2 separate regions of the Gossypium hirsutum genome follow, and region 1 is linked to region 2. Evidence: chromatin contacts called from public Hi-C data. All regions are on one chromosome and are shown on one strand. Each heading gives the region's core, a stretch centred on a gene start, on an enhancer-like site or on the middle of the called end of the contact. The rest is flanking DNA. Distances are from core to core; before and after follow the strand shown.

Region 1 (5,760 bases), core at 122-2,621, 270 kb after region 2:
AATAAATTTTATAAAAATATTATAAATTAATTAAAAATCAGACAATTTTATAAATTTTGTAAAATTTATTTTATTATTTTTATATTTTAAATAAAAAAAGATCAACAACTTATATCATAAAATTAAGATTAACAGTTTTTTGTCATATTTTTGCCTCTCATTTTTCAATTTGCACAAGTTATATTAATCAAATAATTTAATCAAAATGAGGAATATAATTTTTATAAAAATAATTTAAATAATTATAATTTTTTGATTTTTAATTAATTTCTTATAATTTTAAAAAATCTTTTTTTCTAAATTTTTATGGTTTTTAATAATTTTTAATATATTTTATGATTTTTAAATAATTTCTAATAAATTTTATAAATTTTAGTAAACTTTAATGATTTTTTTTATTTTTTTAATAATTACAGAATGAATCTAGATAAATAGGTGTCCACGTTCAAATGAACACAGACAATCACTTGTCGACACCTCTTTATCTAGATTTATTTTGCAATTATTTTAAAAATATAAATTTAGATATTTTCTTATATTTTTTTTATTTTGCTGGCATGACACTACCACGTTAACAATTGGTGTTGATGTAGCACCACCACGTCATCAATCGACGCTGGCATGGTATCTATTAACAGCCATATTAGCGTTGCAGTTAAATATTAACGATAAACGCCAGTTAAAAAGCTTATTTGATCAATTTTATTAGTTTCAGACTCAATTGAATAAAGAAAAATTCAAAACAACTTAATTGAATCTTTTTAAATCTAAAATAAAGTTTTTTTTTATGTAATAGTAGATGCTTTTTTATTTTTTTTCATTCTACCATTTCATCTTTATCTAAGTTGGAGTGATATGTAAAAGATTTAGATTTAAATCACTGCACTTTCTATTTGGCAGATTTTGAAAAGAAAAAAAAAACGTCGTGTTTAAAAATCAATTTATTTCTTTAAATATATTATAAAATAACCTATTTCTTTAATTTTTCTTTTATTTTGACATATTCATCAAATCTAGGGCAGTTATAGAAAAATATGGGCAATTGCTCCAAAAATAATGGAAGAAAGAAACTAACATTTAACGTGGGAAAGATGAGCCAACAAGATTTGTTGATTGATTTGATTATGGACAAACAATGATGACATTTGACTAATTAAGAATTAAGGTTTATTTTCTTACCTCGTACGAATTACAATCCAATTAAGGCTGATTTACGTTATATCAAAATTCAAATTTTTATCATAAATTCATTTTCTTACCTTGTACATATTACAATACAATTAAATTGAAACGGTGGAAAAGTAAATAGAAAGTTCATGAGATCTGATGAGATTTTAAAGAAACCTTATTGTTGATAGGTGCCCCCACAGCAACCCACTGCAAAACCCCATTCATGCATGTACAGTGTTCTACAAATACAATCGTCAATAAAGAGATGAAACCTTTCAAGTCCTTTATCACTGATCAGAATCAGATACACTACTTTTCTTTTTCCTTTTAACCATCTCCCTCCTCAGTTCTTTTCACGCTGTGAGCTTCAGCCACCCTTTTAAGTTTTAACCCTTGTTATTATGGCAGAAATTTATACCCTTATCTTCATCCTATTGACTTGTCACTGTTACACCACCTAAACGGTCAGCCCTCTATTCTAAATATAAAATTAAAGACCCCCATTTCAGTTGCAGCTGCAAAATGAAAAGATAACTTTAGATTAGATATCTGCAGTCAGTGGCCCTCTTTCTCTCTCTTCTTAGACAGTGTTAGATTCCTTCCTTCAAAGCAAGCATTGAATTTGAAGAAAAAGGGGAAAAAAATGGGAGAAGAAGAGAAACCAATGCAAAAGCAGCACCAGAATTCAATAGAATCTTTCAGTGCAATGAAATCTAGTATCAAGCAGGCTGTTCAGGTTATATCTTCTTTGATTTCTCTTTCACATTCTATCAAAGTTTTTAATGTTAAATGGCAACTCATTCGAAAGAAGCTAGAAGAGATGAGTTCTGGGTTGATGGCTGTTGGAAACTGTGATTCAAGTGAAAACGCAGCGGCCTTCTCTGACGTGGTTCCTTCCATTTTGGCAACTGTAAACGAGTGTTATGATCTCGGGAGAAGATGTGTGGATCTTTCTTACAGTGGAAAGCTCCTGATGCAAAATGACCTTGATGTGATGGTTGCAAAATTTGATCTCCATGTAAAGAATCTTTCAGGGATTTACACTGCTGGGGTTCTGAGCCATGGTTTCGCCATCGTTGTTTCCAGGCCTGGTTTTGGTGCTTGTAAAGATGACATGAGGTTCTATGTAAGAGATTTGTTGACAAGGATGAAGATTGGTGATATAGAAATGAAAAGGCAGTCCTTGGTGAATTTATATCAACTTATGGCTGAAGATGAAAGGTACATGAAACTTGTAGCACTTGAAGTTAGTGACATTGTGAAATTGTTGGTCGATTTTCTTGATTCACCAGAGATGGAAATTCAAGAAGAAGCTTCAAAGATTGTATCTTTAATCTCTGGGTTTGATTTGTATAAAGGGGTTTTAGTTGAAGCTGGGATTATTGGCCCTTTAAATCGGATTTTGGAAACCGGCAGTAATTTGGGCAAAGAAGGAGCTGTTAGGTGTCTTCAGACATTGACTGTAAATTCAGACAATGCATGGTCTGTTTCAGCTCATGGTGGGGTGACGGCACTCTTGAAAATATGTTCAAGCGGTGATTTTGGAGGGGAACTAATTGGTCTTGCTTGTGGGGTGTTGAGAAACCTTGTTGGTGTTGAAGAGATTAAGAGGTTTATGGTCGAAGAAGGTGCTATTGCAACATTCATCAAGCTAACAAGATCAAAAGAAGAAATCGTGCTGATTAATTCAATGGAGTTGCTTCAAAACGTAGCTTCTGGGGAGGAATCAGTTCGTGCATTACTACGAATTTCGGATCCGAAGTCATCAACCTCTTCGAAAACAAGAGAAGTAGCATTGAGAGCAATAGAGAATCTATGTTTCCCTTCACAAAACTGCATAAACACCTTGATGAATTACGGATTCACGGATCATTTACTGTTCTTCCTACGCAATGGCGAAGTTTCCCTTCAAGAACTGGCACTTAAGTTGACGTTTAAGCTTTGTGGGACATCAGATGAGGCCAGAAAGACAATGGGAGATGCTGGTTTCATGGCAGAGCTTGTCAAATTGTTGGATGCTAAGTCATGTGAAGTGCGTGAAAGGGCAATTGAAGCACTCTCCAGTTTGGTCTCAGTCCCTAAAAATCGAAATAGATTTATTTCAGATGATAGAAACATACACTTCCTTCTTAGACTGCTTGATCAAGAGGAAGGAATTTCAGGTAATAAACAGCTCTTGCTCTCTATATTAGTGTCATTGACAAGTTGCAACAGTGGAAGAAGAAAAATAGCCAGTTCTGGCTACCTAAAATACATAGAGAAACTTGCAGAAGCACAAGTCTCTGACGCCAAAAGACTTGTCAGAAAGTTATCTACCAATAGATTTCGTAGTTTTCTGAGCCGCCTCTGGCATTCTTGAATGTAATTTTTGTTTCTTTATTAGATTGTTTTTGTTTTCACTGTACATTAACATAAGATTTTAACTATAAGATACTTGTTTGATATTGCAGTTATTTTAGTTAATATGGGGATTCTATATGATAAAAGTAAGTGTAGTTTATAAGATGATTTGGAAGCATTGTATATGGGAAAACCCAGATGACATGTGAACAGTGGAGAACAAGCTTGTCTCCTGACCATGTGGGACAAAGGGGATAGCGATAGATGAAAGTTGGGTCACTATTTGCTTGGCTTTTAGCCAACACTCAACACTGTCTCCATTTTATGGCAGTTCTATATTCTGATATAAGGCTTGATAATTACGATTTTTTTTTTACATAGTATTAGTTTGTCAAACATCACAATCTTATCAACTACAGTGTTGAGACAGGTTCTTTAGGCATTACCAATTCAGAAACTTCATGGCCCAATGTGTTGAGACCTAACCATTTGTAGGGTACACACATTTAATGCCAATTGGTTAGCCAACTTCGTTTTGGTCGCCTATGTTTGGAGTCTGGAAATTGAGCCCAAATGTTCCACTCACACCTGGAAATTGATCAATTGGTTAGCCAACTTGGTTTTAGACGGTATTGATTGAGAAGGTAAGACAATGGTTAAAAAACTGAAACCATAAATGTAGCAGAGTAAATGTAAGGCGATGTGATGGTTCAACTTGTTTTTCACACATTTTTTACTGCAACGCAGTTAAAGAGCGGGTGAGTCTTTATTAGAGGAATGGCGGTGAATACCAAAAAGAGGTGGAGATATTCATTTGTGGTGGTGCGGTACACAACACGAAATGCTCGCTGGTTTTAACGAAGCAGAAAGATTCACCCACTCACGCTTATCTCATTTACTGACCTCACCAGCTTTTGGCACTCCTTCACATTGCATGTAAATATTTTATTGAGGGTAAGTTTCGATGAGCGGTGTATTTAGTTGTGATCAGTGTAAAAATAGCAGAAGCGGTAAGATTAGATACTGTAACGATACTGTAACGTAAGACAAAAATAAGCTAAACGTATCGCACCACCGCCCCAAACTCACCCTAAGACTGTTGAGAGTTTCACCTATCGATTGAAGTTTGGTCACCTTAATAGAAGCCTATTAATTACTTTGGGGCTATTTTTTCACCTACATTTTAGGATGTTGTAAATCATAGTCAACCCTCTTTACAATAATATTTTGCTATAATCTAGAAGAATTAAGTTTTATATTTTATTTTAACCCCCTATAACAATAGCGTTCATGGTTATGAAGTACTCTCTTTATTAAATTAATTTCTATAATAACATATGGTCTAAATTTTTAAGTAAAATCATAGTATTTTATATAAGCAAGTCTATTCTTTGTCATCTATTGAATGAAAATGATATTAATTAAAACATTACTTCAATAAAATGATTAAATGTCATGTTTTATTATATGAAAATAATCTCTAATGAGAAAAATTAAATATGTCAATTCAAAAAACTATTAGGCTCCCTAATTAAATATTCTACTATAAATTTAGGATATCATAAACTTATAAATTAATTAGTTGAATTTAGTAACTCATGATAAATTATTTAATTTAATTTGATCATTCATATTGATTAATTGAACTTGGTAGACTTATGAATTTTATAATTAATAATGTGAAAAATGTAAAATAAAATATGCATAAATGTAATAATACATGATTTGTTATACATCTTTTAATCTTGTTGATTTGGGTCCTCACTTTCTTTCTTTCTTTTTTTAACATAATTCTTACTTTCTTTATTTGATGGAGATTCATAATATGAAATCTAGGATAAACTTACAATGATTATCTCTCTATAACAATATATTATTATAAGTGTATAACAACCACCTCTCTATAATAGGCAAAATCTGAGCAAACAAATGGGGTTCACATGAATTCTGCTTATGGAATTAAAAATTTTCATCAATAATGTATCAAATGCTAAAATATTTTGTTATAATTGTGTTTAAAGAATTATATGTTCACATGTGTAATTAGAATAAATTACACTCAAATTCAATTACTGAGTGGCTTTCCAAACATACCATTTTTTTGACACATTGTATATAAATCTTGTTATAAGTGTTATATTTTCTACATAAAGAAAATTTGACCTCTAACATTTACATCTATTGTCATTTTGACCCTAATTCTATTTTTATCACTTTTATCTTCAACATTCAAATTTTAGTCAAATTATT
Region 2 (6,125 bases), core at 584-3,083:
TATTTTATAATTAGATGACAATTGATATGAAAAGTTCTGATATGTATAGTAATACTCCGTAACCCTATTCTGGCAATGGAAATGGGTTGTGGGTGTTACACTTTAACCCTAGGACAGAGGAGGAAAGTGCGCTCAGCTGGACGTGACTTCCCTTTCTATCTCTAAAATTGACCTATTTCCCTAATTTTTTTTAAAAAAAAGCCTAAAAGGCCAAATAAAAAAAATGACATATATTGTTAATTTAGTCAAATAATCTACAACATGTCTCGTTTCCATAATTAAATTTTTTGTATTATTCATGTAAAAAAAACCCGAAAATTGATTGTTTATGTTTTTTTAAGATTATTTTGATAGTCAAAATTTTTTGAATTGTATTACATTACTAAACAATGAGCATTTTTGTAATTTTATAATTAAATTGACGGCTTAGATAAAATTACAAATTATACTAAATTTATATTTACTTATTAAAAAAAAACTAAAAATGAGGTAGGTGTTTCATGCTTTTTAATTAAAAATATAAATAGATTAATTTAAAGAAAATTAATATATGAATATGAGTTTTATTTTCATATTTAAATCTTATTTAATTTTATTCTAAATATTAGTGCAAATAATAAATAATTTTGAATTCATACATAATTTTTTATTGAAATATTTTATGGGTGGTTGTTAGAGATGAAAGTGACTTTGGATGGGGTTGGCAGATTTTTGCCAAATCCACTCCTTCAAATGTTTCTAACAAATACCTATTTTAGAAGAGCCTTTTCGATTAAGAATCAAATTTAATATTAGTGTGGACTCAATATTTTATATTAAACTAAAATTTCAAATTATTTTTAAAATTTATTTGAATAAAAGTGAAGTGGTAATAAATTTATATTTTAATATTATTTAATGTGTATTTAAGCTTTGAATTTATAATTTTTTTATTTAAAAACTATATAAATGTGTGAAAAAAATGTTATCATAATAATATTAATTATAATCTAAAAACATGAGTATTTTTATAATTTTATAATTGAGTTGATGACCCAATCAAGTGTAACACTAACTTAATAAAATATTGGTTCTGATTATATATGCTTTTTTTTAATATAATTTTTGAAACTACCCGTAACCCCTTCCCAGCCTATAAATAGGAGAATAATTTACTTCATTCACGTGCTCCTATGTTACGACAATACACATGTCAATCGAGCTGAGACTCAACGACAACTTAATAAAATACTTAAATAATAGTAAATATTGATTTTATCATTTTATGGTTGAAGCCTTATTTTGAAATATATCCTTGAAACTTAAATTCATTTAAAGAAATTTAGCATTTAATAGAGTTTAATAAATTTTTTAAAAAAATACACTAAAAATATATTAGAATTTTTAAAAATTATTCTAATAACTAATAATTTCATTTTGTCAAAAACCAAAATATTTCCATATGCTCTCAAACCTGATTTAATTGTCTATTAGATGAGAAGAATGAAAGGAAAAAAAAAATAGTGCGTTCGATTAAGAAGAAAAGTGAAAAGAAAACAAATAAAAGTGATATCGTGTTTTATACTAATATATAAAAATAATGAAATAAAAAATAAATCTATTTTTCACTTATGTCAAAAAAGGGAGAAAAATTAAAAGTAATTTTCTTTCAAATTTTCCATCTCTCCCATCATGCACGCATATGAAAAAGAAAAATTATGTTATCTACACTTCTAATTTTCTGTATTTACACACTTGAAAATTAATTTAATAAAATATACTTAACCAAATAGAGAATAATGTTTTTTCCCGCTGTTTCGTCACAATATATTTATTATATTCAACAAAACTGACTGTTAACCGAAAAGTCCAACTTCTCATTCCCCCTCTCTATCTCTACCTCTTCTTCCCAAGGGAAACCACGTTTTCTCTCTCTAGAACTTCATTCATGACCCCAAATTTCCTTTGACCTTTCAGTTTTTCCATTCTCTTCTCCTCCAAGCTTCTTCTTCTTTTTCTCCTCTCTAGTTTTCATCTTCCTTGTATTATTCTCCCATTTTCAGTTTTAATTTATTGTTATAAGGTTTATATAGATCAAAAAAGAAAAAAAAAACTTAAAAAGGTGATGGCTGGTCGTTTCGATGAAAACCCGTTCGCTGAAGAAGGAGAAGAAGAAGTTAATCCTTTCTCGGTCAGTTTCTCTTTTCTCTCTCTTTCTTTGTTTCTGTTATTTGATGATGTTTTGGGTTGGGTTCATGCAGTTCAGTTTATGGTAGCCATAGCCAGCTCTTTAGCAGATTATAGGTTGACTTGTTTTTAACTCCCTGATTGCTTTGTTGGGTTTCAGTTTGATCTGAAATTCTTGGTTGAAATCGGTTATGGGAAGTATTTTACTTGGTTGTTGTGTGCTCCTTTCATTGACTTCATGTTTTCTTGTCACCGAACATGCATTTAACGAAGTAGCAAACTTATATAATCCTAGAGATGAAGACTATGATGCCTTGCTGGGTGTATTATCTGTCAATTCTAAGTTAGTTTACGGATGCTAGCAGACATCAGTTTTATTATGATTTTTTTCTTTTGAATAATTTCTACCAGGATCCAGCTGTGAGAGGGAAGGCATCTGGCCAGTCTAAATTTGGTGGAGGTCTATTTTCAAAGGTAACTAAATCCCTGTTTATAAAGTTTCAAGGGAATATTTAATTCAGAACTTAGTGTTCGATGTTAAAATGGCTACTGTCTTAGGACATATTTCCGACTAGAATGGATGTGAGATGTGAAATTTAGCTGTGGCTTTGCTTGTTTACGTACATGGATCCTAGGTAACTTATGCTATGTAAAACCATAACTTGAGGTGATGATGTTGTGCTAAACTACCACTATTTAATCTCTTGATCACACTGAAATTCCATATCTTTTGCTAATTTGCTAGGAATTCTATAGTAAAATCTTAGTGATTAACCTAGAAACTTACTTCTTTTTCTGATGCTGATAGTTTGAGCTAGCTTGCATATATCAAAGTTCTGAAAAAATAGGTTGCTTGTGGCTATATTGTCATGATTCCGTCATGTCTAATTTGACCTTTTAGTATTGCTTCTAAACATCAGTAAACTGGACCTTTTGCCTTGTAATAATACTTGCTTCTTGAACGCCTATTATCAATAAATTTTCAGAATGTTCCAAGTGCTCCACCTGCATCAAACTCAAGACTTTCACCACTACCTCCTGAACCTGCTGGTTTCAATTATGGTCATGAGGCAACAATTGACATCCCTCTTGATACAGCTTCAGGAGGATCAAGTTATCAGGTTAGTGAAGAGTGAAGACCAGTCTCTAAATGCCTTTTCCAATAGTTTTTTAAGCATTTGATCTCCCTGTTCTGGTTTTTCTGTTTAAATCTAGGATTTGAAGAAGAAGGAGAAGGAACTTCAGGCTAAGGAGGCTGAACTGAGAAGGCGGGAGCAGGTATATTGTGGAAGAAATTTTATAACTTAAGAGTTCATTCTTAATCTACAGAATCATAGATTTATTTTTGTTTCCCGCCGACACATTATAAATGATTTTATCCCACAATATTTACTGATAAGCTTATTCGATGCAGGAAGTGAGACGGAAAGAAGAGGCAGCAGCAAGAGGTACCTTTCATTACTTTTTTATAATTTGACTATTCACATAGAAAACATTGAGTTTGTTCATAGTTTCAAAATCTGTTCTAGACTACATTTCTTTTGCAAAAATATTTTGACCTGATTCTATTTCCTTTTATGGTCAGTTACTATTACATTTCTTCCATGAGCTAGAGTTTGACTTCCCTGTTTTGCAGCTGGAATTACTTTGGAAGAGAAAAATTGGCCCCCATTTTTTCCAATCATTCATCATGATATTGCAAATGACATACCAGTTCATCTACAAAGATTGCAGTATGTTGCATTTTCAACATTTTTAGGTAAGGGTTTCTTAGGCTTTTTCACCTTATGTTCTTATGCTTGGTGCACCTATGCATATGTCATCGTTTTTGTCCATAAAGAAAATTTGTGCTGTACTCAATGAGTTTTTCCATTGGGTGATTATTTGTACCATTTTTTTTTCTTTTTAAAAACTCTTTAGCTGGAAAGGGATTTTGTGTAAGCCATGGGTTACAGATAGTTGGTAATGTATTTTGATTCTATGCAGGGTTGTTTCTGTGCCTGCTGTGGAACATTGTAGCTGTTACTACCGCATGGATCAAAGGAGAAGGTTAGTTTAGAAATGCATTTCCATATTTCATGTTTTCCTTTGAATATATAACGTTAGATTGTGTTGTGTTTGACTGTATTTGTTTTTGTTTAGCTGTGAGGATCTGGTTCTTGGCTATCATCTACTTCATAGCAGGGGTTCCAGGAGCCTATATTTTGTGGTATCGGCCGCTGTATCGTGCTTTTAGGTACTTAACATACTCCACTCTTTTCCTGAATATTGCAATTCAGTTTTTGGGTTGCCTCTACTGCAAAGTTTCGTTGTCATTTCCTTAAATTTGGCTGTTCACATTCCCTGCACTTGCTAATCTCTAATCATCACTTATTTTAATTGAAATATTTTCTCACCTTCCGACCATAATGCAGGAAAGAAACTGCTTTATCATTTGGACGGTTCTTCCTATTTGATTTGGTACTAACTCATGTTTCTCTGGTAGATATGTTTCTTTGTTGCCATGGAGTCCGTAATACTGATTCTTTTGATCCATGTTGTTTTCCCTGTTTATAGCTTCACATCGGATTTTGCATCTTTGCTGCTGTGGCTCCTCCTATAGTTTTTAGAGGGAAATCACTAACGTATGTTCCTAAACTATTTTTTATCTTTCACATTCTCAATTTTATCTTGGACTGATAAACAACACCAATGCATTTGGGTTTGACATGGTGCACTTGTCTCCCAAAAAGTACATTTGCAAATTTACTGCAAGTATTTGGGATGTGAAATTGGTATTCTAGTTTAACTTTATCTTACCAGTGTTGTTTTGTCTCGTACAGTGGAATCCTACCTGCAGTAGATCTTATCAGTGACAATGCGTTGGTTGGGGTAAGTATATCCTTAAACCTGTCAAAAGTTTAATACCCACAATCAGGTTTCATTATTTCACCACTAAAACAGTGGAGCATCTACTGCTTAAGGCTTGAACATTGCTGTTGATGCTAACTGAAATAGTTGACAAAAGTTTTGTTCTTGGCTTCTCTTGACCATTTTGATGAAAGTTTACTTTGCTTGTGTAGATCTTCTACTTCATTGGTTTTGGATTATTTTGTGTTGAATCAATAGTAAGCATTTGGGTTATCCAGGTTCGTTCAGTTTCCAACCTAATTTATATCAATGATCGCATAAGCATGCCCCGCCTGTCGCATTTCTAACATGGTTGGCTATTGGCTTTTGCAGCAAGTATACATGTATTTCCGCGGCAGTGGTAAAGCTGCTGAGATGAAGCGCGAGGCTGCCAGAGGAGCTATGAGGGCTGCCATCTAATGGCACAGACACTAGCTGCAACCAGAAATAGGGTAACCTCATGTGTTGATTCTCCTTATATGCACATTACCCAGGAAGGAACACACAGAGCTTGTTATTTCTTGTTCCTGGCGCATTTGTTTTATGGATCTCTGTGATTTCCTGTGAATGTTTTCCTTTATATGTATATTTTTGGGTGTGGAGTTTGATTAGCAAACACCTTATACAAAGACATTGAATGATTTTCATGTATAGAATGTCTCACTTTGCGATTGGTTCATTGTGTAATGTCTGGTTAAGAACATCTCAGTTTCAAGATTAGAGACATTTCCTTTTCAATACGCGTTTGGTGCTTTATATTATAATTCCAATGAGATGTGATTCCTTCCTTAGAATGTGATGGCGGGAAATGCGATGTCGAAAACCTTATTTTACAAAGTTTGGTATACATACAAAGGTATTGATTAAAATTATAAGAAAGTTATATTATCACGTTTAATTCATTAATTACTTTGGATTAAATATTTAATAATAAAGTTTAATTAATAGTTTTTAAATTATTTTTTAAATTATAATTATAATTGAATAAAATTGTTTCAAACTTTATGAAATTTGTTTTGGAACAAATTAGAAAAACTACTTGAAATCACATTTTATTTAGCTAAAGGCTA

The links. A called contact is a pair of places that touch in the nucleus more often than the background predicts.
Region 1: a Hi-C map of leaf shows a contact between it and region 2, with 1.9 times the contacts expected there. The contact joins the promoter of LOC107948137 here to the promoter of LOC107945873 in region 2. A contact is called at or near these places in 2 of 34 Hi-C or Micro-C datasets (both in leaf).

What each region holds. Positions count from the first base shown.
Region 1 is chrA06:91,951,073-91,956,832 of Gossypium_hirsutum_v2.1, forward strand. It overlaps LOC107948137 (vacuolar protein 8), which reads left to right and starts at 1,372. Exons shown (of 1, transcript XM_016882604.2): 1 at 1,372-3,612. The coding sequence starts at 1,814. The coding sequence ends at 3,529.
Region 2 is chrA06:91,677,734-91,683,858 of Gossypium_hirsutum_v2.1, forward strand. LOC107945873 (secretory carrier-associated membrane protein 3) reads left to right here and starts at 1,834. Exons shown (of 13, transcript XM_016880030.2): 1 at 1,834-2,170; 2 at 2,578-2,640; 3 at 3,153-3,287; 4 at 3,382-3,444; 5 at 3,581-3,614; 6 at 3,803-3,925; 7 at 4,153-4,215; 8 at 4,309-4,402; 9 at 4,581-4,626; 10 at 4,723-4,790; 11 at 4,989-5,037; 12 at 5,229-5,294; 13 at 5,389-5,793. The coding sequence starts at 2,105. The coding sequence ends at 5,475.